Linked DNA regions of Sus scrofa: regions 2, 3, 4 and 5 are each linked to region 1. Evidence: chromatin contacts called from public Hi-C, HiChIP or PLAC-seq and promoter capture Hi-C data. All regions are on one chromosome and are shown on one strand. Each heading gives the region's core, a stretch centred on a gene start, on an enhancer-like site or on the middle of the called end of the contact. The rest is flanking DNA. Distances are from core to core; before and after follow the strand shown.

Region 1 (4,593 bases), core at 902-3,401:
GCCAGTAGTTCTCATTGCAGTCCTTGCTTTCTTCTCCTTCATCCCCCTTCTCCCCCAGCATTGAGAGGGAGAGAGGGGAAGGAGGTTTTGACCTTCTTCCTTCAATCAAATCCCTCTTCATCCTTCTCCTTGCAGGAACCTGGTCACAGCCCTACTGTACAACCAGGCCCATGTTGATGTCTCCCTGGAATTTGTTTCCAGTGCTTTAGGTTTTATGCTCCATTTCCTCTGGTTAATCTGCCAGTGCTTGTCTATTCTGTAAATGTTCTAGGATATAATATTGGACATAGCACCTCTTGAGTCATGGGGACAGATCGTTCGTTCATTGCACTGTGTAGTGGTTTCCTAATCACCAGGAGGAGCTAAAGAGTTATTTTCTAAGCTGGTATCACAGATATCTTTTACACTTCATCTGATTTCCAAGTAAGATGGTGATTAAAAATGATGCAATAATATGATACAAGCACAATCCAGAATACCCTCAAGTAATTAGAGGCGTGTCAGGCTTCAAAATTCAGCATAAAAAACAGATTCCAGGTTCAGAGAGTTTCTCCGCTATTACCAACTGAGGTGACTTCAAGCCTGTTACCTACCTTTCTTGAATTTCAAGTTCTTTTTCTATAAAACTATTTTCCATAAAACTATTTTCTGCCTGTTCTATGACAGCTTTGGATTCTGTGAAATTATTTAAAAAAAAAAAACAGAACAATGTGGGAGAATATGTTGTAGATGTGCTCTGGGGGGCTCTGGATTTCTATGAATTAGCTCCATTTCTAACCCTGTAAAGGTAACTGACATGCATATGGTTTTCATTTCATCTAAAAGTGGTTTTTCAAAGCTATAATGGGCATTGTGAGGACTGAGGATGAGGAGGAAATGTATTATTGCAAGTGAGAAAAGTGGAGAATATAAACCAAAATCAGGATTCATTTTCATCAATGGAGTCAGTTCTTTGGAATAAATATCTAATACAGGTGACTGACTCAGAAGCCACACACAGATGTGCTTCTTGAATTGGTGAGCACTTGGAAAGGTGCATTTGGGGAAGATGCTAAAACCCATATTGCAGGTCTATATTGTCAGAGCCTTGTTGGTAAATCTACACCTTACCAGGTGAATCGTGAACATGTGTGTGTTCTGAACAGCAGCATTGTCCTTGGAGAATAGTTTGAAACGTGAAGCTTTCCAAAACCTAATATGTGATAAGAATGTTTAAGCATCCATTTGGGGGTACTTACAATTCCTCAGTAAGAGACTGAGGAAGATAGAAGAGACAAACTTAGCAAGCAGATTTTCTATTGATGATAGACCTCGGTGAGGGTAGCTGGGAGAAAGGAAGGTGTTCACTCTATATTTTGGTGTTTAGTTCAACTTTTTTAAAGAATATTTTATCATAAGAAAAAGAAGTGGAAAGTCATGCAAGGCATTCAGCCCAGCTTCCACACAGTCCAAGCAGAGCAGGAGGTCTTTCCGCACCTGCCACATTCCCTATTTGGGCAATCTGTGCGTCACTATCAAGAATATGGCTCCCTTCGTAAAAGGCAGGCGCTGCCGCTTTTATCGATTTATCTATCTATCAGGAAATGCGCCGTGTGTGTGCCACGTGCCTTTACAGTCTTTAGCTCAATGACCTGACTCGCCGGGAGGTGCCCTTTCCCCCATTTCTTTACGTCTGTTACGTAGCCCGGGAATTTGGGAAGAAGACAATTGCATCCAATTAGAGGCAGAAATGACCGACTTGCTTCTACTTCAAGATCAAGAGACTCTGAACCTCTGTCTCAAGCGCCAGCAGCAAACACCAGCGAGCGTACAGGATGGGCGCACCCGGCCCGCGGACCCGCACTCCGGGCGGCCACTCTCGGCATGGCCGGGGGAGGGGGCAGATGGACCTTGGCCAGCTTCGTTTCCCAGTCGTGTTACGCAACAACTTTGCAGCCGTCATCTTCGCCCTAATTGTGTAGGGGGCGGTGTTCGTGCGTTGCGCTTTCTCCCCCCACCCCACCCCCCGCGCTCCCGGCCGTCGCGCTCCCAAGGGAGACGCGCGGGGCATTGTAATCGCTGCCAACGCAGCACCGCGGGGCTCGGAACCGCCACCCGCCTCCCTCCCCTCTGCGGCCGGCCCTGAGTTCTGGCCGCTCGCCTGCGCTCACCCTCGGCCTCCTCTCTCGCCCACCCCCAGGAGGAGGGGTCCTCTCGGCGTTTAGAGAGGGGAAGGCGGAGGTCCCTGCCACGCCCGGGTCGAGGCAGCCTCCAGCCCTCCGCCTGGTACTCGGTCGGCAACAGGTAGCCTGGCTCGCTGAGCGCTCGGGGAAACAAAACGCGCCTCTGCGAGTGAGCGAGGGTCGCTGGGCTTAGGTACCTCGGTGACCGAGAGGGTGAAGGCAACGGTGAGGGGAGAGGGACGGCAAGGTAGGGGGTCTCGGGCCCCTCCTCAGGCTTGCCCCGGTCGAGGTGGCCACGCTGGCCGTTGTGCAGCCCTGAAGCGGGGCGCGAGGCGCTGGGCGCGGGTCCTCCAGGCGCTCGGGCGGTGGCAGTAGCCGCGGCCGGGAAGGGACGCGGGCTGCTTGCTGGTGGCGCTGCCGGGAGGGGGCGCGGGCGGGGGCGGGGCCTGTGAGAGCCCGCCCCCGCCGGCTGCGGCCATTGGCGGTGGGCTGGGGGCGGGTGCGGGCACAGCGATTGGGGCCGCGGCCGCCCGTCACGGCTAGGCTGGCGGGCGGCGACGTAGCGCCGCGCTCGGAACTGACCTACTAACACACATCTCCCGGCGCGGCCACGGCGCCCGCGGACCCGGCGCGCCGCCCGCCTCCCGCGCCGCGCCCTCGCCGCTCCTGCCGTCCCGGAGGCCTGGCCGGACCCGGATCCCTGAGCGCCTCCAGCTCGGCTCCCGACTCCCTGCTCTTTCTCCCTGTCGCCCCGGCTCGCCGGCCCGAGAGCAGGAACACGGTAAGCGCTCCGCCCACCGCCTGCCCGGGCCCGGTGCCCCGTTCCCCGCCCGCTCCTGGGGCGCGCGGCCGGCGGGCACTGGGCGCGGACCGGGCTGCGCGCGGGGCCGGGCTGTGCGCGGGACTGGCCGGCGGCTGCGAGTGTGCGCGGGGCATTCATTACATAAACTTTTGCTGCCTTGTCAGGAGGGGACTCGCCACCTTAAGGTGGCTGCTTTGATTGCAGCGCCCTCGCGCCGGCACGTAGTCCGAGCTGGCTTGCGCTCCCCCCGCCACTGTTGCATAATGTCTCCTGATTTCAGGAAAATTGATGTTTTGGTAGAGAAGAGCGCCGGGGAGACTGAGCCATCTCCTGGGGAAGGGCAGCGCTCTTTCCTTTCTCGTGCCTTCTGCGGGGCTGGCGGCGGAGGAGAGGAGGGGGGCTGACTAATGGGCAATAGTCTTGATTTTCTCGTTGAGAAAGAGCATTGGTAGCGTGAACGGTGACGGCATTCGGAGAATGCCTGCGCTGCGTTTGTTTGTGTCCGGGGCTGAGTCTGCACAGACGTTTTCCACCCTGTTTGTCGTCAGCGTGTTTTACCAGCGCTCGGGGAGGTTGTGGGATTTGTCCTTGCATACATTGCATAATCTGCCCACCGTGAAATACTGGCAAGGATTACGGGCTGATGTGGGAATGTGCGCGTACGTGTGCAATGATTTGGTAATTTTAGCGCAGCATTGGATATCAGATCTTTATTTACCTGTATACTACGTTCCCAATTAAAAAGATGTATTTTTAAACACTCCTACAAAACGTGAAAGGAAGAATTCCTCTGGTTGTATTCTGATCTTGGATACTGCCCGGGCTCGTCCCTTGGGTGTTCTAAGCTATTATTTTTAAATCTGAGACGAACCATTGTGACGTTCACCTCCCCACCTTCCTAATGTTAATTCATTCCTTTCGATCAGCCCTTTTTCTTACCTTAATTGTCATTGCTTTTTCAGACACGGCAAGACAGATCACATAATAGTTTCCTGGAAATGTTGCATTATGTAACTGACGAATTTGCTGGCAGTGAGCATAGGAAGAGGGAGCTAATTACGTGATTTTAAAATCTTGCTACAAAGAAAGTAGGACAATCTCAGCCTTTAAAATGTCACTGTAACAGTTTTATTTTTTTTAAGGATATTTTAAACCGGAAAGTAGACAACTGGGTAAGCATTGAGTATGCTCAGACTGCCGAATGTGTCTTTTGCTCTAAATGAAATGTGTGTTATTCTAAATTTAGCCCCAACTATCACATTTTAACAATTGTGGCCTCACAGCGCTATTTCTGGTGTTTTCTCCAGGGCTGTGTGCAAATATAAGTTCAAGGCCATTTGCTGTAGTTTTAACTCCACGCCTTCCGAGACCTTTGATAAGATTGTATTTTTAGGACGGCATTTCGCAGAGCCCAGTGATTTGCTGGATGCTGACTCTCATTTATCTTTTTAAAGGACACTTTAGGAAAGTGCTGTTCCCTGAGAACAGCAAGGGATGGCCGAGTGTCATCTTCTGGTCTTGGCTTTTGTAAATAACAACAGCGAATGAGGTCACGGTATTTATTTCAGATCGGATTTTTTTCCCTCCAGACCAGATATGATTTATGGGAAGCAGATATAGGTTAGTAGA
Region 2 (4,593 bases), core at 747-3,246, 220 kb after region 1:
AGCTTCTTGTTTACACCAACTGGAATCATTGCCTCAGGAAATTTGGATGCTAGGCAATTGTCAACTGTTTTTTTTTTTTTTCCTGCAAATACCCTGTGGAAAAATATGCTCATGATGACGGCGTTCTAAGTCAGGTCAGATAAAGGCAAGCCCTGTGAATGGGGTTTTCCCCGCTAATTGATTCTCTAAGGAACTACCAGACAGGTCTGATAATGACAAATTTCTAGGAATAGGGCCACAGGGAGGCCACAGACATGGTGGTAGTCGGGTCATGACTACCTTGGCTTTGAGGTTGTTGGCTTTCAAGCTGTACAGGAGTTTGGAAAGGAGGCTGACTATATGGCCATTAAAAAAGCCACGGAGCTTGATGTTCTTACTGAGATTCAGTCATTGTTCTTGAATAAGTGCTCCTTGGATTATTGCAAGCTTTTGGCTGCATTCCAGGGTTCTGTATATGCTGATTTTGACCATTATTGCTTATACAAAGGAGCAGATTTTTGGAGCTTTTTCACCTCATCATTCCCACTGGTTTTACTCACCTAGCTGATTTTAATGCAGCTCTGCCTATCATTTACCTTATTCATAAATAAGGTATTCAGAGTAGATTTCTGACTTTGGGTACATCAGAACTGATGTCTATTAAATAAACTAATGTTAATTGAATCACAGTAAGAGAACAGTATAATATATTAATCATTAAGTATTGATATTAATATTATTAATATATTATTATTATTACAGGACAAAATAATTGCAATCAAAATGTAAAATGTATTTGCAGTCAAAAAGATAGGGTTTACTGCTGTGTTATCTTTCAAATATTGCCCTGAAGAGGAACCCCGGGAACAGAAATTTCCTGCTCCAGCTGAGGCTGCACCTGCGTGGTCATGAGATTGGCTTGGTCTGTGGAGAATTTCAGGGGTTAAACTGAGCGCCATAGCCATAGTTCAAAGCAAATCAATCCATAAATGCTGAGTTCCCAAAGTAAAAATCAAAAGTTAATTATCAAAATCCTAGCCTTTATAAATGCTTTTATGTTGTAGAAGAAGTACAAATTTTTCTTCCCTGGTGTTAAATTCATGTCCCATTGTTGGACATGAAGACTATGACGACAAAACAGTTTATTAACTTTAACTTGTCAGATCTTTGGGCAGGATTTCAAATATAGTAAGAGTCAGCTCGTGATGGAAGATGAAAAAAGAGAAAAAAGTAAAATGAAAATAATCAGAATGAAGTTTGATGATTGATTATTTCCAATATAGCTTAAGGGACCAGATAGATTCTAGTTGGTTACCAGAATGTCTCATTGGCCCTGTTACATTTCAGAGGAAGTTTTCAGGGAAGGTGTTGTTGAGAACAATGGGTAGATATTCCAGAGTCCTCCCCCCCCACTGGCAATGGCAACGCTCAGAGCTCAAACACAGTGGCCATTGTTGCGAACATGGCTAATCACCGATACGCTCCACTGGAGTCTGTGTTGATATTACCAAAAACAGTTTATGCTACACAGACTCTTTATTCATGTAACAATTACAGCCTATTTGTCTTGGGTATTTCGCAACTGTTCTTGTTGGATAACACTGGCAAGCTTAAGTAATAGTTTCTTGCTAACATTATTGCTCAAGAACATCAAACATGATGCATTGAGTTTTCGTGTGTGATGCGTCTGTCTTTGGCTTCGGGCGTCTTTGACCTTTTCCTTTTTTTATGTATCAAATAATCTGATGGTGGGGTTCTGCCTATTGTTTCTAACACAAATGCCAGGAACCACTTGAGCAAACTTTTTGATTTCAGTTTTAATGGGTAGTTTTGACGATGATCAAGCGTAACACGTCCCAGCCAGCCACAACGCTGTGCCAGAAACCAGGGACTTCAAAGAGTCTTCTTTGTAGAACTCCAAAGGAACTGAAATTTCTGTTTCTCCATATCGTCCAACTTAATTGTTGGCAAAAAGGGACTGTTGGCAGGAAGCACACATCACGTGGTTCCAGTTCTGCTTCAGCAAAGGGCAATAGGAGGCAAGAACCCTGCCCTGCATCATGCAGCCGTGGGCTCTGATCCCCTGACACGTGCTTCAAAACACATTATGCAATAGGACTGATTAATGACTGCTTGCATAAGAGGTTTTTCATTTCCCCAAATGCAAGCATCCTGGGAATGATTAACTTTGTGACATAACTCTCATCACACAACTATGGAAGATTGAAACAGAGCTTCAAGATAATGTGCTTCAGAAATAACCAAATGCATTTTAGCTTCTTAATGGGTACATGATTAACAGCTTTTTTATTGCCACTGGGTAAAATAGAGAAACCTACTTGGGATTTTTGTTCAGAGCGGGAATTTCATGAGATGGGCTCATGCATGAACACTCTGCTATTGCATTTTAATTTTACCTTTGCATATTCTAATTTGATGTGAAAAATCTCAGATCTATTTTGCGATGACCCATCTTGTGAGCTAAAGATTGAACATATGTTACTTTTATTAAACATTTTTGGGTCAAAGAGCTCTGCCTCTCACATCCCCAAGCATGTTAGAGAGTTCCCATGATGGTTGTTATTGATTGCCTGCAACTGAAAAGGTTTGCATTTTATTCAAGATTTTCAAATCTTAGTTGAGGATGGTCTGAGATGCTTGGTGTGTTAGGGCTCTTCGGGGTGGGTGGCAGGAAATCAACCAAAGCGGTTTGGGCACAAGGGAGTTTCGTGACTCTCAGTGTGGAACTCTGACAGGACAGGGGAGCAGCATTCACAGGGCCCCCAGGAACCAGGGGCCCAGGGCTGTAGGGACAACACTCCATTTCTCATAACATGTTCTCTGCCATGTGGCTTCATCCTCTGAGCCTGATCCTAGGGCCTGGCTTCATCTGATGGCAGATCCCAGCTGCCTGCCTCAGCACCAGGGAGGATAGGAAACTTCACTCAGTTCTAAGTCAAAAGAAAGAAAGAAAGAAAAGAAAAGAAAGAAAGGAATGAAGGAAGGAAGGAAGGAAGGAAGGAAGGAAGGAAGGAAGGAAGGAAGAAAGAAAGAAAGAAAGAAAGAAAGAAAGGAAGGAAGAAAAAGAAATGAGTTCCCGACATGGCGCAGTGGAAACAATCCAGCTAGGAACGATGAGGTTGAGGGTTCAATCCCTGGCCTTGCTCAGTGGGTTAAGGATCCAGCTGTGCCATGCGCTGAGATGAGGCTTGGATCTGGCGTTGCTGTGGCTGTGGTGTAGGCCGGCAGCTACAGCTCTGATTCAACCCCTTGCCCGGGAACCTCCATATGCCGCAGATGAGGCCCTAAAAAGCAAAAACAAAACAAAACCAAAAAACCTCCCAAGAGAGGTCTCTACTCGGCCTTGCTGGATCACATGTCCTCCGTGTGGCCTCAGAAGTGGGCATTATGCGTGGAGGAGGGGCACCTCTCCAATAGACAGAAGGCCTGCTGTTCTAGCCCAAAAAATCACAGTGGCTACGGAGGGCCAACCTCAGCTCAACCAGTCATCCTCTCCCCAAGAAGCCCCCAAATCACCTTCAAGCATTTCCTCCTGGTCCATCTGCAAACAGATGTCTTGCTGAGAGCTACCCCAGGTCCTGCCCAGCAAGTGCACCCAGCTCTCACCCCTACCTCCAGGTCACTTCCATTGCTCTCGAGCCCAGGTTTGGCTCCAAAGCAGCAGGTAGCCTGTGACGTCCATGCTGTTTAGCCACCTCAGGACACTGTACCCAGGGAGGGAGGAAATCTGTTTACAAATAGGGACAAAGCACAGATGCTCTTTATCCACACACTTTCCGTGGTCATAGGGCCACAGGCCAGGATTTGGGACCTGGGACCCTTTGCTTTCGTGTTTGTACTGGACAAACGCCCCTTCTGGCAACAAAATACAAAGTATAAGGGACTAAAAACAACTGCATGCATGCGCAGTCGCAGCCGGGGAAAACTGTGAACAAGTAAGTACCAAAAGCCCAGAAATTCCACTGTCACTTCGGAGGAGCTGGGGGCAAAACAGGGGACTGTGCCTGCACCCTGCACACAGCACCACCAAGGGGGTGGGCAGACCACCTAAGCCACCCCTCCAGACGGACCCCAGGACCCACCCCTACCCTCAACCCTTATAAAGGAACTAGCTTGTACTCCCCGCCCCCCGCCCCCTGCCCCCTGCTGCAGGGACTGAACAAAGGAGTTACCCGTTTTCACTCCCCCACTAACCCCTGCTACAGCAGGAGCCCCAGTAAAGCCTTGCCTGCGTTTCCTTCTGGCCTCATATCAATTTCTACTGATTAAGAAGGATAAGAACCCAGGTCAGTAACAATTGAAGGGACCCGGCAGGACCAGCCGTGCTTAGACACTCATTTTTTCGGACCCCTTCCCTGACTGCAGGTTAAGCCCCTTGGCCCATCTCCCCTGCAGGTTGCTGCTGATAGGCTTTTCCCCTGAAGGATCACTGGAGAAAACATCTTCGTGGGGGGCTTTACCCTTCATTGATTCACTCTCAGTAGTGCCCTCATGGAGGGTCCTGGAGGTAGTCACGGGCTGAGAACAGACCCCTGGCTTTCGCAGACTGAAGGCGCAGTGCGGAGGGGTGCAGCCCATTCGCTAGTAACTGGT
Region 3 (4,593 bases), core at 673-3,172, 200 kb after region 1:
TCACTCCTGCAAACTGGTTCTTTCCCCTGTGAGCACGGTGTCATCAGTGCCAGCACTGCCCACAGCTCACCCCGCCTGAGAGCTACCTCCTCCCCTCCCATCGGACATCCAGCTGCACCCTGCCACGGTGCAAATCAGGCTGACGTCATCGTCCCTGTCGTCTGAAGGACACGCCTCTGAGAACAGTAATTGCTAAAAATAATTTTTCCCCAGGTGACTGGAGATGTCAGATGACTTCGGAAAATGTGTAACTGTGAAAGTACATGCAAAAATTACAAAACAGAATTGGTGACGCTGGGATGGTCTGTTTTTCCAGACTTTGTGACTGAATGATGACTCTTCCAAATACTTAGGAAGCTTCTATAAAATTAGTTTCTAGGTGACTTCTGAATTATTCGTTACTTCCATTTTTCCGTCTGAGAAAAAAAGGTTTGTATATATGGAAAAGGCACTGGCTTTATATTTTGAAAGGGAAGCTAATTAATTAAGCATTATGCGTAGTAGTATTTGTATTTTCCTGTTTCTTCAGTGTTCTAAGCCTTGTCGCCCAAAGTGTAATCTGTGGACTAGCAGTTCAGGCAGCCTCTGAGAGCAGCTTAGACGTGCGGAGTCCCCAGGCCATTCCAGATCCCTGAACCTGCATCTCCATTTTAACAACGGGTTTGGGGATTTGTGTGTGCATAGGGAAGTTTGACCAGCACCTTCCTTGTCTGATAAAAGTGAATGGCTAAGATTCTTATTGAGAGGAGCACTCTGTTAAAAAAAAAAAAAGAATTAATAATCTTAAAAATAAAAGACTAGTATGTGTACCATATATACAGATCTCATTTGGAAGAATTCTAGTTGAGATACTTGCCTAAATATCTCAGGTAACTGAAAACCCCTAGATAGGGGAAAATGGCATTTTTCATGTCCAAGTGCGCTTTGCATTCACTTATTAGAGTCCTTTGTTTTGCCTTTTATTTAGAGCCTCTTGTATTTTAATTTTTTAAAAATGCACCTTTTTTTTTTTTTCCTTTTTTTTTTTTTTGCCGAGCTCTCGGCACATGGAAATCCCCCAGGCCAGGGATCAAACCCACTCCAGAGCAGTAACCAGAGCCATGGCAGTGACAATACCAGATCCTTAACCCACTGAACCACCAGGGAACTCCCAAAAGATGCTTTAAAATATGCCATTCAATTCTAATTCACACTCATAAACAATATTTAGGAATTTAAGATGTGATCAAGTAACCACATTCCATCTGAGGGATTGTGGTTTTCTGTAATGTTTTCTTTCTCACGGAGGCCTCCCAGTCCTTTCCTCTGTGCCCTCACATATCCTGAAGGAGGTTTGTGGACTTCTAGCTTTTGTGTGATGTGGAAGCACTGCCTGGAGGACACTTCTTTACTAATGTATCATCATCGTGGTTAGTTAGCAGCGCTCATGGAAGAAAGATACAGATCCACCGCCTGGAACAGATATCTGTCCTCCATGGGGTTTTTCTGTTTATTTTGTTGGTTTTCGTGTGTGTTGTGTTGTGTAGTTTTGTGGTTTTTTTTTTTTTTTTTTTATTAAAGTATAGTTGATTTACAGTGTTATACTAATTTCTGCCATACAGCAAAATGACTTAGTTATACACATATATACATACACTCTTTTTAAAATAATTCCTTTCCATTATGGTTTATCCCAGGAAAGTGGATATATAGTTCCCTGTGCTGTACAGTAGGACCTGTTGTCTGTCCTGAACCCCATGTTAATCAATAGTGTCAGCCTCATTTCCAGCCCAAGTTTCCATCACACCACTGGTGGGTGTGTTCTTGTGTCAAACACTCTAGCTCCTTTTCTTTTTCCTACGTAACTTGCAGGGAGGTTTGCTGAACAACACAAAGCCCTCTGCTGGACACACAGCACCTGCTGCGCCCCAAGTATATACACTGTGCTGTGGAATCTGCATAGCCTGCTGCTGATGCAATAGGTTGTTAGAGTTGCTGTTTAGTTAAGACCTTGTAAGAGCCCTAAAATATGTTTTCCATCCACTGTCTTAAAACCATTGTCACTTCTATGCCATGAATCCAGCAAAGGGAGTTTCTGAATTTTACTGAGATATGCAACATGGTTTGCATAAATAATAACTAAAATATGTTTCTTTAATTTGAATTTTAGGGACCTGTTGCAATAAGAGTGGCAAAATTAGCAATTAATCAAGGGATGGAGGTGAGTACCTTAAGCTTGAGTTCTTTTTTGGAGTAGGTAGTATAGATTTAACTTAAATGAACCATTATTTTTTAATGTTCTAAATGATAGCTCTTTCACAGCTACTGTTACTGAAAGCTACTGAGGTTCTTTTTAGCTACAACAGTGATTTCATTCTGCTTCTAGCTTTTGTTGATTCGGTATCATAATCACAGAATTCAGTAGTTTCACTGATGCCCTGCAGTATATGCTTGTTGTTTTTGCCATTGAGTTAATAGACAGATTTGCTGGCTAGTAGTTCATAGAAAACCAAAAGAAAAGGGCATTCTGTGTATTCTCAGCACCAGTATCTGATTATAAGAAAAATAGACACACATAAACCCTGCAAGGGGCTGTGGGGTCACCCTGGAGAGATGGCTCCAAAGGAGTGGAGGCCCCAGGCCAGGGGAGAAGTAGGCAGGGCCAAGGAGCAGTGCAGGTACCTGTTTACATTGGGCTTTTCATTACAGCAGTTGTTTGTTGGATAAATTATGGGAATTTTGAAGAAAACTACCTCTTCCTTGCAGACCCAGAGGCCACTATATCTTCCTTGTCTTGAGAGCAGTTGAAAGTGATTGAATTTGTTAGCAATAAATCCCTTGCTAATAGCAAAAACCTTACATGAGGGTGTATATATATACATCTTATGTGTGTGTGTATATCTATATCTATATATCTTATGTACTTTGTAAAGACTTCACCTACATTAAGTCATTTGAGCCTCCTAGTAACCCAATTTGGTAGCTACTATAATGAGCCCCTTGTTTGGGTATACCTCTCTGAGGCAAGAGAGGTTAAATAACCTGGGTAACCAGGTTACACAGCTCCCACGTGGTAGCATCAGAATTTGAACCCAGGCAGCCTGGTTCTAGAGCTTCTCAAGCTGGTCATACGTCTGACTTGCTGTATTACATCAAAGCATTCTGTTCTTTTGGAATAAGGTTATTAAATTTCGGTTTATATTTCTATTACCTATACCATATTACCTATACCATGCTCTTGCTGAAATGAATTATATTTTTATCCTCAGGTTGATTTAGTAACAGGATTAGCCATAGAAGAAGCTTGTTATGCTCAGGTATGTAATACAATCATGGATTCATTGAGGATACCCCTTACCTTCTGTACAAGTGAAGTAATTTCTATGTCACTGAGCAGATTAGACTCATGCCAGTTACGGAATCAGACAAATGAAATTACTTGTTTCTGCTATTTGACCATTACCCGCTCATACAACTGATTCTGTTCCACATTCTAATGACTCTTCTCTATGTAATTTAGAAAACTCCGAGAATAGTTAAGTTAGTACCATTTGTGCTCTAGCTGTCTCTCTAGCTCATGTAGTATTTTGTGGGTATGGTCTGAAACCCTCAGTCCAGTGTCGAGAGGTGGGAAGAAGGCAGCACTGAGCGTGTGCCTCCAGGAAACACCAGTGTTTGAGACTCACTGGCTTTTCCTGACATTCTGAGCTTTTCTTTCTACCTACTGAAAGTTCACTAATTCAATTCTGTGTATAGGTTTCTTTTTTTGTACACAACATGACAGGGTTTTTTATAGAGGAACAGATCTTTCTTCCTACCTCTGTTCTTCCTGTCCTATTTTTAATGAAAGAAATAATGTTGTTTTAGGGCATCTAAAGTAGCAAAGGAATTATGTTCTCCCTTTCCTGAGAATTAGAAACTGTGTCAGCTTATATTTAAGCATAGCAGGATCATGAATTAGGAGCAATAGCTGGAGTGTTCCTCTGTGCCTGGTCTGTTTATATAAATTACCACCTGTCATTGATGAGCACATGCCATGAATGAACTAAATTACAAACCTCTTACAGATCTGAAGAAAAATTTTAAAAGCATATTTGGCCACACCTTATCAAATGTAAAAGACCGGGAATCAAATTAAGTATTCTTTCAGACCACAGTGGAATTAAACCAGAAGTCAATAGGAGAAATAGGTGGAAAATCCCACCTGTTGATGATGAGATGTAATCTTTTTAATAAGGTTAAACAGCTTACTTCGAAATAGCATGTTTCAAAGAGAAGGTCTCAAGAGGAATTAAGATATATTTTGAACTAAATCAGCGTGAAAATATAACATTAAAATTTGTGAGAATGCATCAAAACAATGATTCAAGAAAAATTTATAGCACTGAATGTGTGTATTAGAAAAGCAGAATGGTCTAAAATCAGTAATAACTTTCCACCTTACAAAAGTGGAAAGAGAAGAGCAACTTAAATCCAAGGTTACCAGAAGAGTATTAGTAATACTTTAGAGCAGAAATCAATAAAATTGGGAGTTCCCATTGTGGTGCAGCAGAAATGAATCCAACTAGTATCTGTGAAGATTTGGGTTTGATCCCTGGCTTCACTCAGTGGGTT
Region 4 (4,593 bases), core at 1,095-3,594, 190 kb before region 1:
CACAGGGTGGTAAGATCCCAGGGCAGGGCTTTTCTTCTCTATTTTATTTACTGTTGTGTCCCTGGCTAGAGTAGATGGCAGCTGGGTGACTTCTAGGCTTTGCTGGGTGACTTCTAGGCTTTGCTGGGCAGGGGCTTCAAATCTGGAATGTAGAATGGAATTGCTAGAGACAGTGGAGTGAAGATGAAGCCATTATTCCTGCGATGCCCAGCACGGCCCTCAGTACGGCATTTTAAAGACTTCTCCTCCCATCATGAGTCAGGGCAGATGTAAGGGCTATGAGCACCCAGAGCATCAGTCTCATTTCTATCCTTGCACATAGTAATTACACCTGATCTTTTCTGCTGTACGACAAAGTGATTCAGTGACATGTACACACATCCATTCTTTTTCAGATTCTTGCCCCGCATAGATTATCACAGAATATTGCATAGAGTTCTCTGTGGCTATACAGCAAGTCCATGTACCCCAGTGTGCCCCAACTTCTGAATTGTTGAGCCGTGTACCCAGCCTTCAGAATTGACATGGGGGAATCACTGTGATCAAATCTACAGCACTTCACAGATTAGTTCTACTCCTATTTTCTGAAATAAGGTGTGCTGGAGAAATAATTGCCATTTTTCCTTTCGTTACTTTATACATGTGGGAATGAGACATCATGACCACGCAGGGGGACAGTCTGAGCGCCCCTCCCCCCACGATCCCACCTCCTGGTGTGCACACCTCTGTGTGATCCCCTCTCTCTGAGGGTGGCCAGGACCTCAGGCTCACTTCAGCTGATGAAATCTGGCCAAGATGGTGGGATGTCACTCTGTGAGGATGGTACCTGCGGAAGAATCTGGTGCTTGCAGACTTGCTCTAGTCCCTTGCTCCCCGGCTGGCTTTGAGGAGTGAGCGTCCATGAATCCTACAACAGCAAGGAAGTAAAGCCTGCCAACAGCCCAAGGAAGCTTCCCCAATCAAGCATTTGATGAGAACTTGTCCCAGGTCGACATCTTGACTATAGCTGGTGACTCTAGGCAAGGGCTCAGTTCAGAGCACCTGGACTCTGGGCCCAGAGAAAACTGTGATAAAATAAGTGTGTGCTGTCTTAAGCTGCCATGTAGTTAGCCGGTAGTTGCAAGGTAGCATTAGAAAATGACTACACTCCTACAGTATAGCACAGGGAACTATATCCTATCTCTTGGGATAGAACATGATGGAAGATAATATGAGAAGAAGAATGTACATGTATATATGTGACTGGGTCACTTTGCTGTACAGCAGAAATTGACACAACGTTGTAAATCAATTATACTTTAATAAAAAATTAAAAAAAAATAAAATGAAAGGAGACATAGAAAAGCAGGTAGCAGGAAGGAGTGGAATGACGTAGGCAGGAACAAAGGAACAGCAGTGAAAAAGAGATATTTGACTTTGATGTGGGTGGTGAGGAGAAGGCAGTGAAAATGTGTAATAGGAATTTAAAATAAGAGGTACTTGGGAGAAAATAGAGTTTTAAAGGATCCAGGAAAGTCAAAAGAAAAAAAAAAAAAGAAAAGAAAACTAATACATAACTTACAGATTCTTCCTAGAAGTCTCTTCTCTGGCTAATGCCTAAGTTGGCTGGAATGTTCCAACCAATTCCACTGAGTTTGTGTTTCTCCAGATAAGAGGTATGAGAATGTTTATATTAACTCTCTCCCAGCTTAAAAGTGGTTCTAAAACATATAGCATTTCTACTTTTTTTGCTTGCATTCTATGTGCTCTCAAAGTCAGAACACAAGCCGAGAGCTTGAAGAGGGAGAGGCTGGCTCTTGCCAGCGAGGGCCTGGCACACGGCACGCTCAGTGCATATTTGTTGAGTAACTAAGCAAATGAACAAACGTTTATCAGCATATTCTTTTTATTGTTACCTCATTCTCTGTCTCAGTCTCTGTTGTAAGTATTTTGTCTACGTCATCTCCCTGAATCATTCAAATAGCCTTGTTAAACAAGTGGTGTCACCTTCATTTTACAAGTGGGGAAGCTGATGCTGATGCCCTGGAGAGTTTAATTGCTGCCCAAGGTTGGACAGAGATTGAGTGGCAGTGCTGGGGGCAGGTCTTCTCTACTAAAAACATATTTTAAAACACACACACACACACACACACACATATGCACACATACATCTATCATCTATCTATTCTCTATCAGTCTATCTACCATCTATCTGTATACCACCTATCCGTCTAAAATTTTAGTAAAATGACTGAGATTCTCTTTATACTGATTGCTTCCCTCTGCAGGAATTTCAGTTTGTGAAGCTAAGCGAGACCTGAGGTCTCTTTGCCTTTCTGGCTTCTTCTGTCAGATGCGCTTCCCTCTATGGACTGTAGGTGGCGCTTGAGTTCTTGTCAACTGTCTGGTTTTCCTCTACTCCTTACAAATGCCTGTATTTACTCCTGGCATCTTTGGCTCTTTGGAGAGCTTATTTTCTCACTATTAATACAGATGGGTGGTCTCATTACGGCCGATTCTTCATCTGTGAATTATTTAGTGTGAAGAGAAGTGCTTGCCCATACTTAATTTCTAATAGCGATTTAGAAACCTCTGTGCCAACCCCTAGGGAAATAGGAAAAGCTGAAAGCCTTTTTTTTTTTTTTTTTCTTTCTTTCTTTCTCTCTCTCTCTTATAACAAATCTGCTATTTTCCCAGTAAATGAAGGTAACTGGGATGGGATTTCGCACTTGAGAAGTACTTACTCTGTGACTTTAAATGACTTACCTTGCCTCATTAGTTTCATAACATCCTTAGGAGGGAGGTACTTTTATTATGCCTCTCACAAAGAAGAGAAAACGGATCCAGAGAGCAAAACATTCTGAAAAAGGGAAGGATTGGGGGTTGATTTAACACCCGAGGCTGCTCCCACCTGGGTGCTAGACAGGCCTTGTCTCCGACACAAGCACTGGAAGGAAAGAAGGGGGACAGAGACGCCCCTAGGGTAACTTTTGTTGTTACGGCTTATTTCCTTTGTATGGTCAACAAGAGGAAAACACACGGCAGCAGATGTGAGCTCAAAGCTCGTTTTGGACAGTGCAGTCTAAGGAACTGTGCGGCCCCCTGGCATAGATGTTCATATCTGTTGTCTCATCCCCCCTGATGTGGAAGAAAGGTGGGCAGGGATTAGTAGTGGGTGCTTGCACCCTTGGGGAACTAGGTGGTGAAGGAGAAGGGTATGAAGAGGCAGGTGGCGGAAGGTGTCATGGGGGTCCCTGCCATTTTAAGTCATTTCTATGCCATTGCAAAGAACTAACCCTATTAAGAGTTCCCATTGTGGCTCAGTGGTAACAAACCCGACTAGTATCCATAGGACACGGGTTTGATCCCTGGCCCTGCTCAGTGGGTTAAGGATCCAGCATTGCCATGAGCTGTGGTGTAGGTGGTAGATCTGAGGTTGCTGTGAATGTGGCGGTGGCCGGCAGGTGAAATTCCTATTCAGCCCGTAGGCTGGGAACTTCCATATGCCACAGGTGTAGCCCTAAACAAACAAACAGAAAAACAAAACAAAACAAAAAACTAACCCTATAGATAAATTGGTATCCGACTTAAGCCAATAGGAATTGAAATGTAAGTTTCTGTAGTTTATACCAAGTCTAGGCAAAACAGATCTGAAGTCTGGTTTCTGTAAGGCTTCATGGCTAGGGGCTCTATAGTAGGAGAAAAAAGCCAAAGACAGGCCTTTCCTACAAAGCTAAAGAGAGAGGGACTGCCTGTCCTAATTCATCCAATTTGGTAAGTTGTTTGGGCTGCCGGGAAAGCTAAAGCCGGCCACTCCCTCTTTTGGCCTCACATGACTACAATTAGTCAGTTCTAGGACATTTAGAAATTTACCAGGAGATGAAGTCTCTTTTTCATTAAATCCATATGCTTGCCAGAGTGAACAGAGGTCCTAGGAAAATCATGAGACAAACACTAGGAATCGAATTATACTGATTTTAGTTGTAATACAACCATGAGTTCTCATCTGGATTGGGGCAGAAGACCTTTATGATTAACTTGCTAGGTGTGAAGGGAAAGGCCTCTGACCACAAAATCTTCATCAAGCATCTGGGCCTGATGTGTTGCCCTCAGATTTCTAAACACTCTCATGTGAGGCCATGCGTTACTTGGCACTTAGGTACTAAAGAGCCCACACAAATGTACGTACACGAATAACTGGGTACTTTGCTGTACAGCAGAAATCGACAGACCATTGTACATCAACTATAACCAAAAAAAAACAAAAAAAAAAAAAGAGAGGAGTTCCTGTCGTGGCCCAGTGGTTAACGAATCCGACTAGGAACCCTGGGGTTGTGGGTTTGATCCCTGGCCTTGCTCAGTGGGTTAAGGATCCAGTGTTGCTGCGAGCTGTGGTGTAGGTCACAGACGCGGCTCGGATCCCGCGTTGCTGTGGCTCTGGCGTAGGCCGGTGGCTACAGCTCCAATTGGACCCCTAGCCTGGGAACCTCCATATGCCGCGGGAGCTGCTCAAAAAATGGCAAAAAGACAAAAAAAGAAAAAAGAAAAAAAAAAAAGAAAAAGAAAAGAGTCTACATGACCTTGTGGAGTTAGCATTAAACAATCCCCCCACCC
Region 5 (4,593 bases), core at 530-3,029, 140 kb after region 1:
ATGGGATCCAAGCCAGGTCTGTGAACCTAAGCCACAGCTCACAGCAATACCGGATCCTTAACCCACTGAGCGAGGCCAGGGATCAAACCTGCAACCTCATGGTTCGTAGTTGGATTTGTTAACCACTGAGCCACGACAGGAACTCCTGTCTTCATTCTTAATGATGAAAATGTTTGTATTTTAAAGCTAACTTTGGCTGTCTACTGTTCATTTTAATGTAACACTTAGATATTTTCTAGCTTTGCATGTTATTTTTATTTAATTTTAATCTTAGAGTAGGGTTTTAGGGTGTATTTCTGTTTGCTTGGTTTTTTAAGTTTCCAAGTTATTTTTAGTGTGATTTCTAGCTGCATTACTACATGTTCAGATAATGTTTTCTATAGCGCTACTTTTTTGGGAAGTGATTGCAGCTTCATTTTATATAACAGTTGTATTGGCCAGTGTTGTTATATGTATTCCACAGCCGTTGAAAAGAAAGCACCCATTTCGTTTGTAGGGTTTAGATACAGTTTACAAAATACATTTTATTTATTATGTTCTTTTCCAGTTTTTGTGTATTTGAGCTGTCAGAGTGAAGAGAGGTAGGTTAAAGTACCCATTGATACTGTATTTCCTGTCAATTTCTTGTTTTACTCTCAAGTTTTCTTGTATACCTGGCCCTTGAACTACCAGGGGTTAGTGGTGCCAACCCCCCAGGCCGTGGGAAATGTGTGTGTAACTTTATAGTTATATGCAGGTTCCATATCTGCAGATTCAGCCAACCAAGGATCACGTAATACTGTAGTACACATTTACTGAAGAAAATCCCCATGTAAGTGGGCTTACACAGTTCAACCTCTATTGTTCAAGGGTTAACTGTATAAACATTTCAATTCCATGTTTTTTTGGTGCCTGGAGATGTCATGTGTCTCATTACGGTTTATACCATTTCATCAGGGTGACATAGCACATACTCCTATTTTCCCATGACATGTTTTTGCCATGAATTCTCTTTGACCTTATTGTGGTATGTTGAACCCTAATTCATTTGAACATCGTTTGCCTGATGTGTCTTACCCAGCCTTTTATTTTCTGCCTTTGAGTTGGTTTGTTATACGTGTTTATGTATCTTGTAGACATATACGGTTTGTAGGAACTTTTCTAAGAGATAATTTTATTCTATTTTTCACATTATTTATTTCAGTAAGAAATCCCATATAAATAAGTTTAATAGGCCCAGTGTCTTTTAGACTTACTTCTTGCTCAGCTCTTCTTGAAGTGAATTGTTTTTGCTTTTTGCCACTATATATTGTGCCAGATTTTGTTTCTATGGTACTGTGCGTAGGTTCAATATTTCCCTATATTTTTGTGTATATTTATAAGATACTTCTTTTTTAAAAGTTTTGTGTTTTATTACTTGCAATTTTTTTTTGGATGTGACATTGGCGAAGTCAGCCAGTTATCTTTATGGAGTTTCTCAGAAATAATCTTGGTCTGCTGGTGTGGTATGGTTGCCTATATTAGGAAATTATTAGGTATTGAAAACAATTTCTTATTTAATTTTACTGATTCTTATTTTTTTCCAAGCTTTGAAAATATTGATAGCATTATGAGAGCTACAATTAACTTACTAGGATACATAAAGAAAATTCACATTTGATACTGGTTCTAGCTATTATTTTTCCTTTGCATAAAAGATTATTTAAAACTTTTAAAAAGCATGAAGGAGTGCTTTAGGGAAGCTATTTTGGTCCTAGTCTCAAAGGACAGATTGCTATTCCTTTCCCACCCTAATGAAAGTAGGTCACTGGCTTTTGACATGTCTCCATGATGTGAGATTTATTTGATGTTCAAGTGCACTGTCTAGAAATAGTGATGCAATGTCAGCAAGGCCACTTTTCATTTCATGAACATAATTTCCAGTGCCCTGGAATTAATTTATTTCTTGACCTGTTAGTGGTTACACTTGGTCATGAGCATTTCAGAGGAAGAGGAAGCGTCTGGAAATGGTCATAGTCACCCTGTTAGATGATAAATTATGAGGTTTCTGTTCAGCTTGAAGATTTGACTTGTTGACGTTGATATCTTATGAAAAGCAAGGGGATATTTTATTAAGCAGACTTTTACCTGACGCCATGGTACAATTTGCATCCTGGCCTGGCATCTGGCTCATGTGGTCGAGAAAACTCACCTAATACATGTATTTTTGAATTCTGTTTTTCTGTGGCCAACTTTAAACTTGATTGGGTTCCCTGCTCCATTCATTAGCCAGAAGCAAATACTTGAAAAACAGGGAGTAACCATAGGACTCTTCTGTAATTATCTGTAGCACCTAATTGTCTGTAGGTCCTAAAATACCTGATATTTTAAATGAGCTACTTCGAAATCAGTTATGCATCAGTTCAGTGTTTTAGAAAGACATTGATAAAATATGTGAACTACCATAAAACTGGTAACCTCATTGCATGTGGACCCTGGAATGGACGGAATCCTCACTCAGGGGCCTTGGGAAAGTGACTTGCCTCTCTGTGCTTTCATCTCCCAATCCATAAAGTGTGATAGTCATCATGAGTATTTTATAATGGTATTATGGGGTGAAAGGAATAAACGGACATGCACTTTAAAGGTATTCTGGTAGGTAATGAGGACTCAATATGTGTAGTGGTTTAGTTTCTCATCATCAGTATCCTGCCTAAGCTGTTTGTGTTTATAAAGAAAGGTCTTTTTTTCTCTCGCTCCTTTTGCCCCTTCCTTGCTTAGCAGATTGTCCCTCTATTCTGTGTGGTTAGGGGTACCTGCTCCTCTTCAATTCTGCCAGAAGGGCAAGTCTTGGGCATAGCGTCATTTGCCTTGCTCAGGAAGTGTATTCCAATGGGGTTTTCCACATAGCCTAGCTTAATTGAACAGCAGCTTTTCCAAACTGTAGAATTAAAGCGTAAAGCTTGGTAAGGCAGTTTTGTGGATTTGGGCGTATTTTCGGTGCTTCAGTTTCATATATTTGTCTGTTTACTAGATGTTTTTCTTCTCTGCATTATATAAAGTTCATTTTCATCTTATCATTAGTGTTAATTTACATAGGTTTATTTAGTATGGATTTAAGTTATTTATTTATTTCACTTTTTTTTTTTTCTCCTTAGGCCCACACCTATGGCATATGGAAGTTCCCAGGCTAGGGGTCAAATAGGAACTGTAGCTGTCGACCACATCCATAGCAATGCCAGATCCGAGCTGCGCCTGACCTATGCCACAGCTGACGGATCCTTAACCCACTGAGCAAAGCCAGGGATTGAACCCGCGTCCTCATGAATACTAGTTGGATTCGTTACTGCTGAGCCACAAATGGAAACTCCTAAGTTCATTATTTTTCAGAAACTTAAATTATGTTGAGCTGCCAGTCTCATATTTACTTTGTTCTACCTTTGTTTTCATACACCTGACTTTGCAATTATAAAATTTTAGCGTTTATTCATCAGTTTGACAACTTTGAGAATTCCGTGAAAAATCCACATTGTAGGATCTGAGAAGATTTGGATGTTTTTATTTAGCGCATGTTAAGATCACATCATTAGGTACTGAAATAAGAACTTTATAATATCCTGTCCTCTTTCAAGAAATTCGTTGTTAAAGGATAAACTGAGGCATAGTAAAATTTTAAGAACTTTGTCAGAGCAAAAAATCGATTTGAACTGGGTTGTCACAGGCTAAAAGTGGTTAGCACTATGCCAGCAAGAGCTTTAGGGAAAGACTTTTATAGAGAAAAAGTAGAGGCAAAGTAAGGAAATTATTGATTGGCTGTATAACTGAAAGTCTGTTTGGCTGTTTGTGATTGGTTGTTCTTAGTGTTTTGATTTTGTAACTTTGAGGCATTTACTTTGGTTTGCTTACATAGGCCACCAAGGTATTTAGAGCCACCCAGCCTAACGGCCTCCTTGTTTACCTAGTTCAACAAGTTCTATCTCTTTGCTGGTTTGATTATGTCCTCCATTCGTCCTCAGTAGAACTGAGCGCTAGCAGGAAAGGAACTGGGCAATTTTGTTGATCCCTGTGACAGCAACATCTAGCCCAGTGTTTGTCAAGTGATAAAGTGATAGCTGCTTAATAAATATTCCTTGAATGAAATAAATTGGCTTTCTTTGAATGTTTCATTTTCTAGGATTTTTAGGAGGTATACCCAGAAATTTTATACACACACACACACACACACACGCACACACGCACATATACATATTTTTTAATGCGTTTCTACTGGTTACCTGTGTGTTTAGTACATTTGTTTTCTGCTTCTGTTGCTTTCCTTATTGTAGTTTGTTTTTAACTAGACATGTTTCAGTGCCCTTTGGGGACAAATTCTTCAGATTCCAAAAACATGTAAAAACTGTTTCCCTGCTTTGAATGGCAGATCTTGAGAGGGGCTTCATAGGCCTATCATTTGAACTTTAAGAAGGCTGAGGAAGAAAGGAACAGATTGTGTTTCTAAAACTCAAGCATACCTGGCCAGCCCTTTCACACCTCTGAGAAGAGAGAAAAGAAAGTAGGTTAAGATTCAAGGTTTTTTTTTTTTTTTTTTTTTTTTTTGTATTTTGTTGGCTGCACAAAATTAAAGCTGCAGAAAAA

What was found. Promoter capture Hi-C pulls out the DNA fragments that hold promoters and counts their contacts. Hi-C and Micro-C count contacts between places; a contact is called where the count stands out from the background. HiChIP or PLAC-seq counts read pairs in DNA pulled down with a chosen protein or histone mark.
Region 2: an H3K27ac HiChIP or PLAC-seq map of alveolar macrophages shows a contact between it and region 1. The contact joins the enhancer-like site here to the promoter of NFIL3 in region 1. A contact is called at or near these places in 3 of 5 promoter capture datasets (fetal liver and liver), 17 of 47 Hi-C or Micro-C datasets (adipocytes, alveolar macrophages, blood and 10 more) and 2 of 2 datasets of contacts at active chromatin or transcription factors (alveolar macrophages and skeletal muscle).
Region 3: a contact with region 1 is called in a promoter capture Hi-C map of liver, with 7 times the contacts expected there. The contact joins the enhancer-like site here to the promoter of NFIL3 in region 1. A contact is called at or near these places in 3 of 5 promoter capture datasets (fetal liver and liver), 8 of 47 Hi-C or Micro-C datasets (blood, embryonic fibroblasts, fetal liver and 3 more) and 2 of 2 datasets of contacts at active chromatin or transcription factors (alveolar macrophages and skeletal muscle).
Region 4: a contact with region 1 is called in a Hi-C map of embryonic fibroblasts, with 7 times the contacts expected there. The contact joins the enhancer-like site here to the promoter of NFIL3 in region 1. A contact is called at or near these places in 2 of 5 promoter capture datasets (fetal liver and liver), 19 of 47 Hi-C or Micro-C datasets (adipose tissue, alveolar macrophages, blood and 12 more) and 2 of 2 datasets of contacts at active chromatin or transcription factors (alveolar macrophages and skeletal muscle).
Region 5: a contact with region 1 is called in an H3K27ac HiChIP or PLAC-seq map of skeletal muscle. The contact joins the enhancer-like site here to the promoter of NFIL3 in region 1. A contact is called at or near these places in 1 of 5 promoter capture datasets (liver), 6 of 47 Hi-C or Micro-C datasets (heart right ventricle, liver and skeletal muscle) and 2 of 2 datasets of contacts at active chromatin or transcription factors (alveolar macrophages and skeletal muscle).

Annotation. Positions count from the first base shown.
Region 1 is chr14:2,601,332-2,605,924 of Sscrofa11.1, reverse strand. NFIL3 (nuclear factor interleukin-3-regulated protein) reads left to right here and starts at 2,151. Exons shown (of 2, transcript XM_001928870.6): 1 at 2,151-2,283.
Region 2 is chr14:2,383,659-2,388,251 of Sscrofa11.1, reverse strand. No RefSeq gene overlaps it. Among named protein-coding and RNA genes, the nearest start is that of AUH, 160 kb to the left of the region's middle. Within about 2 kb of position 1,996, at least 32 of the 83 cell types and tissues checked have an H3K27ac peak or open chromatin away from gene starts, as enhancers often do. A contact at or near this core is called in alveolar macrophages, fetal liver, liver and 4 more, where this site is marked.
Region 3 is chr14:2,402,665-2,407,257 of Sscrofa11.1, reverse strand. AUH (methylglutaconyl-CoA hydratase, mitochondrial) reads left to right here. Exons shown (of 8, transcript XM_013990241.2): 6 at 2,150-2,200; 7 at 3,249-3,296. Among named protein-coding and RNA genes, the nearest start is that of AUH, 140 kb to the left of the region's middle. Within about 2 kb of position 1,922, at least 14 of the 83 cell types and tissues checked have an H3K27ac peak or open chromatin away from gene starts, as enhancers often do. A contact at or near this core is called in embryonic fibroblasts, fetal liver and liver, where this site is marked.
Region 4 is chr14:2,790,027-2,794,619 of Sscrofa11.1, reverse strand. No RefSeq gene overlaps it. Among named protein-coding and RNA genes, the nearest start is that of NFIL3, 190 kb to the right of the region's middle. Within about 2 kb of position 2,344, at least 13 of the 83 cell types and tissues checked have an H3K27ac peak or open chromatin away from gene starts, as enhancers often do. A contact at or near this core is called in adipose tissue, alveolar macrophages, embryonic fibroblasts and 3 more, where this site is marked.
Region 5 is chr14:2,460,972-2,465,564 of Sscrofa11.1, reverse strand. All of the region lies in intron 4 of AUH (methylglutaconyl-CoA hydratase, mitochondrial), which reads left to right. Among named protein-coding and RNA genes, the nearest start is that of AUH, 83 kb to the left of the region's middle. Within about 2 kb of position 1,779, at least 4 of the 83 cell types and tissues checked have an H3K27ac peak or open chromatin away from gene starts, as enhancers often do. A contact at or near this core is called in liver and skeletal muscle, where this site is marked.